Linked DNA regions of Gossypium arboreum: region 1 is linked to region 2. A link is a contact called in public Hi-C data. All regions are on one chromosome and are shown on one strand. Each heading gives the region's core, a stretch centred on a gene start, on an enhancer-like site or on the middle of the called end of the contact. The rest is flanking DNA. Distances are from core to core; before and after follow the strand shown. Region 1 holds the start of LOC108479666 (putative pentatricopeptide repeat-containing protein At1g74400). Region 2 holds the start of LOC108479504 (chlorophyll a-b binding protein P4, chloroplastic).

Region 1 (2,700 bases), core at 189-2,688, 260 kb before region 2:
AAGGCATGGTTTCAATAAGATTCAATGCTTCATCAAAGAAACCAGCACGGCTGAACAGATCAATCATACAGCAATAGTGCTCAATCCTGGGCTTAATTCTCCAATGTGTAGTCATTTGAGTAAAATAATGCTGACCCTCCTTGACAAATCCGGCATGACTACAAGCAAAGAGAACTCCAATGTAGGTTATTTCATCAGGCTTGACTTCTCTCTCCCCTAAGCTTAGCATACATTCAAACACAGTAATAGCTTCTTGCGCAAAACCGTGTTTTGCTAATCCCGTGATCATGCTTGTCCAAGAAACCGTACTTCTTTCTGGCATGCATCGAAGTACTTCGTAAGCTTCCTCAATCAAAGCACAACTAGCATACATGTGAATAAGTGCATTGTTCAAAGACACCAACAGTTGTTGGTTTCGAAATTGAGACGTCTTTTTTATGTAGGAGTGAATCCATTTCCCCATTTCCAAATCACCCAATTCAGCACAAGCTGATAATGCCGCCACCAACGCTACCTGATCCAGTTCCACACGTGCTCTCCTCATCTGTTTAAAAAAAGACAAAGCTTGCTTACACTTCCCATTCCTAGCAAACCCGGTAATCATTGTTGTCCACGACACCACATTCTTATCCGGTATCTCATCAAAAACTCTCCTCGCCGTATCAACGTCCCCACACCTAATATACCCAGCTAACAACGAATTCCAACTCACAGCATTTCTCTCCGCCATTTCATCAAACAGTTTACGCGCATGTACGATGCCATCGCCGACCCCAACCATTCCATATAAATTAATCAAATTTGTTCTCACAAACACATTGGAGAAATACCCATCAACCAAAACTCTCCCATGAATCTGTTCCCCTTCTCTCAACATCCCCGACCTCGTGCAAGCACTCAAAACATACGAATAAGTAAACCCATCAGGAATTGCCCCCAATGCAACCATCTGCTTGTACAATTCAAGTGATCTTTCAGGGATTTCAGTTCTTGAACACCCTCTGATGACCTGGTTCCAGACTGTAGTACTTGGTTTTTCGATAGATCGAAATAGTTTAAACGCCTGTAGGAGATTACTAGAAGTAGCATAGAATGAAAGAAGGTGAACTAGGATGTAATTTTTCTGGGAAAAACCGTTGATGATGATCTGGGTGTGGACTTGGGTAAGTTTTTGTTTTGTGATCTTAGGGTTTTGAAGAAGGGAAATGAGGTGTTGCTGTAGAGCTCTGGAGTTGGGTGGATTGGCGAGAATGGCTTCTTTAACTAACATTTGAAAGACAAAAGTTAAACGAGACACAAATGTAAGTGGCGCTGGTATGGATATTACAAATAAATATTAGCCATCAAAACGCAAGGGGGCCAAAATGAACTCCAGTGCTCCTTAGATTCTTTATGAAAGTTACCAACTGAACACGGGTTCAGTTGTATTTCACTTTGATGATGAAAATCTTTAAGAGGGTTTATTTAATCCGAACGAAACTGTACAAGTTTTCTGCAAGTGCCCATCAATCCAAATCCCATCTTCACTCAAACCTTAAACCACCCAAAGCAAACCGAACCCTTAAAACATACCTCACCTCCAATTGCAACGCCAAAGCCATCCTCTTCTTTAGACAATTATTACGATACAATCCTTCGTCTATTGACAGCTTCTCTTTCTTATTTGTCATACAAGCTTGCACCAAAACCCCTTTCTCTCTTGAAGGCCAACAATTACATGCCAACCTAATAAAATTTGGGTTTCACTCTGTCATTCACCTCCAAACCTCACTTTTAAACTTTTACTCCGCATTAGGGAATCTTCTTTATGCGCATCGCGTGTTTGATGAAATTCTCAGCAAGAATACAATTTCCTGGACAGCCTTGATTTCGGCTTATGTTGTCAACCAGAAGCCCCAAAAAGCTGTAGAGTTGTTTCGGAAGATGCAAATGCTTGATGTGGAACCTGACCAAGTGACACTGACGGTTGCTCTCTCTGCCTGTGCTCACCTTGGTGCACTAGAGATGGGAGAGTGGATTCACGCATTCGTTCGGCGAAAACCAGAGCTCATGGCAGACGCGGGCCTTAATAACGCTCTCATTAACATGTATGCGAAATGTGGTGATATACAAACGGCAAGGAAATTGTTTGATAGCTTAGGAGAAAAGGACGTGACAACCTGGACTTCCATGATCGTGGGACATGCATTGCATGGACAAGCAAATGAAGCTCTTGAGCTTTTTGGTGAAATGGAAGAAATAAAATGGAAGAATAGCAAGAATAAGGAAGAGGGTAATCGTGGAAGTTCAACGATTCTTCCCAACGACGTTACTTTTATTGGGGTTTTGATGGCTTGTAGCCATGGAGGAATGATTGAAGAAGGAAAGAAATATTACCAACGTATGGTTCATTATTACGGTTTGAAGCCTAGAGAGGTTCATTTTGGTTGCATGGTTGATCTTTTTTGCCGAGCTGGGCTGCTAAAAGAAGTTTATAATTTCATCATTGAGATGCCTGGTCAAGCTAATGCAGTGATATGGAGGACATTGTTAGGAGCTTGTAATATCAATGGAGAAATTGAGCTTGGTGAAAAAGTTAAGCTCCAGTTGCAGGAGTTGGAGCCTGGATATGTTGGGGACAGTGTTGCAATGTCGAATATCTATGCTGCCAAAGGGATGTGGGATAAGAAAGTGGAAGTTAGGGATCAGATAAAGCAGCTG
Region 2 (2,700 bases), core at 155-2,654:
GAAAATATGAATAAGATTAGATGCTATCTGAAATTTTACTTGTAAATTGGAGCTACTTTGTTTGCAATGAGAAGACGATTGAAATCTTGAATGAAAAAACAAAAAAGGAAACTCAAAAACTGGGAAATTGAATTTAATAACCCCTGATTGTGTTGATGATGGTGTTGTGCCATGGATCAGAGAGGTGCTGCAACAGGTTGTCAAATGGTCCTTTCCCAGTCACATTGTGTTGAATTATGAATCCCAAGAAGGCCAACATTGCCAATCTCCCATTGGCAAGCTCCTTTTCCTTGGCCTCAAGTGTAGGAGCAAAGTTGAGGGGGTTGAAAATGCCACCAGGGTATCCGCACTCGTGTGGGGGCAGGCTGTATTGCTTGAAGATGGGATCTTGGTTCACACATCCTGGGTTCTTGATGTCTTGCCACCGTCTGATCTCGACGTAGTGGAACAATATGAACTCGATCACAAATAGGGTGGAGGAGGATGCGAAGTATTCGGATTTTCCAGCATCGTACCATTGGGGAGCATTGATCAGCCCAATCTTGGTGAATACTTCAGGCAAAAGCATCCCTGCAACACCCAACATTGCCCAGCGGCCATTCACCAGCTCTGCTTGCACGAACCATCTCAAGTTCTCCGGATCCTCCGCCAATCCAAGAGGGTCGAATCCATTGTCACCTGGAAGACTGCATTTCCATAATGTTATAACCAATGTTAAGAATCAAACCGAACTAGCTAAATCATTGGTTGTCAGATTGATTCACAATAATTGATTCTATTTTCGCTTATACACTACTGGTCAAAGTTTAATTCCTAATTCAACTCTAACCACCACCTCCTTTGGTTTAATCTACTGCTGATAGCTGATTATGTATATTTCCTTTAAATACCAATGAATAAAATAATCAGTGTGACCCACCAAATAGCTAATTGAGACATTAGATATTGCTTCAAAACAAGAGTTTTCATATGTTAAAAAAATAATCTATATTTTGGTGCAAATGCCATTGTCTGAGATACTGAATTAGTATCTTCACTTTATTTTGTATCAAATAGTATAACTAAAAGAATGTACCTTCCAGTGAGGTAAGCCGGTGAAGGTAAACCAGGCAACCACTCCCCTTTCTTGGCTTCAACTTTGAATGAGCTGATTGATGAAGATGACATTGGTTTGAAGCAAACTTGCCGGTTTAACTTACCGGAATTCCCGGTAAGAAACCTAGTTTTCGATGTGCATGGGCGGAAAACGGCAGCTGAGGCTTGTGTAGTGACGGCAGACATGATTTCCGGGAGAAAGAAAGGATGGGTAAGGGAAAGTAAATGTTTTAGTGCATGGCTTAAGCCTTAGCTTTGTACTATGATATTGCCATTCATGTGTGGTTGTCAGTAAAGGTTGGATTTGATTGTTTGATTTCGTTGAATCCAACGGTTGAGATAAACTAAGATTTATCCCTTTATCTATAATCCCTTTCTTTGTTGTTATTGGCTGAGAAATGATAATCTGGGACCAATTATACATTACTTACATATCTGCCACGCTCGTCTTTTACATCCAATCATTGCTTGACATGTGTTTATGGGACGCAAAAGATGTTATCCATGGGATTTTGGTCTCATCTATAATCCATTCTGTTTTTAAATGTAATTCTTCTTTTTATCTTATGTATTGTAAGCTTCTACATGACGAATAGCCTTCAATTACAATGAATTTAATCTTTCAATATAATAAGATTATGTGAATTTAATATTACTGGCTACTATGTTACATTATCTTTCCCTTTATATTTTTATTTTTATTTTATGAGAAATTATATAATGTTAAAATAAATTTATGAATTATAATTATAATAATTCATTAAAGAAATATAATAATTTTAATTTTAAAATATGACATCTACTATTTCACCATTTTTATTTTTATTTAGACTTAAATTTTATTTGAAAAAAATGATTAAATTAATTAATATGATAAAATAAAGGGAATAAGTCGACATCTTGACACTATTTAGGAATGTGAGATTATAAGATGCTCAAAATGTTAAGAATCCAAATTGACTTAATGTTATTCCAAAATATAACATTATAAACCATAATGTACTATTCAACTGACTAAGGCTCCATTTGTTTGGCAGTAAAATATTTTTCGAAAAATGATTTCTGAAAAATGATTTACTTTTCTAGAAATGATTTACTTTTCTGGCGTTTGGATGAATCTATGTAAAATATTTTCTGTTGTTTGGTAAATTTCCTAAAAATATTTTCCGGAAAATTGTTTTACATATATTACAATCATTTATTTATAAATAAATAAATCAAATTTAATATATAATAATACTCAATTATTAAGCTAAAATATTAACCGTCATAAATTAAAAACAACCAAAGTCTATTTACACTTTTTCAGATAAACCACAATTAATATTACAAATTTTGATACCTGATCATAATTTTTGGACTAAAGTTCATACCAGACAATAATATACAAATAAAGTTCATACCAGACAATAATATACAAAGAAGGAAAGAATTAACAAGTTCTTGGACTAAATTTCAATTGTTTTTTGATTAATAGCTTTATATCTTCATTTCTCTTTCTCTAAAAAATCAGCATCCAAGAACCTTGAAACAAATACCCAAAGCTTATAAATGTCTTCAAGACTAGTAAGGAACCCAATTGTAGCAGTAACATCTATCCCAGGC

The links. Hi-C and Micro-C count contacts between places; a contact is called where the count stands out from the background.
Region 1: a Hi-C map of leaf shows a contact between it and region 2, with 2.6 times the contacts expected there. The contact joins the promoter of LOC108479666 here to the promoter of LOC108479504 in region 2. A contact is called at or near these places in 3 of 5 Hi-C or Micro-C datasets (all in leaf).

What each region holds. Positions count from the first base shown.
Region 1 is chr12:108,857,047-108,859,746 of ASM2569848v2, reverse strand. LOC108479666 (putative pentatricopeptide repeat-containing protein At1g74400) reads left to right here and starts at 1,438. Exons shown (of 1, transcript XM_017782386.2): 1 at 1,438-2,700. The coding sequence starts at 1,438. It overlaps LOC108479665 (pentatricopeptide repeat-containing protein At5g66520-like), which reads right to left and starts at 1,270. Exons shown (of 1, transcript XM_017782385.2): 1 at 1-1,270. The coding sequence starts at 1,270.
Region 2 is chr12:108,594,806-108,597,505 of ASM2569848v2, reverse strand. It overlaps LOC108479504 (chlorophyll a-b binding protein P4, chloroplastic), which reads right to left and starts at 1,404. Exons shown (of 2, transcript XM_017782154.2): 1 at 1,076-1,404; 2 at 1-686. The coding sequence starts at 1,281. The coding sequence ends at 134. LOC128285191 (a long non-coding RNA gene) reads right to left here. Exons shown (of 3, transcript XR_008275631.1): 3 at 2,340-2,700. It overlaps LOC108479502 (agamous-like MADS-box protein AGL65), which reads left to right. Exons shown (of 12, transcript XM_017782150.2): 12 at 1-46.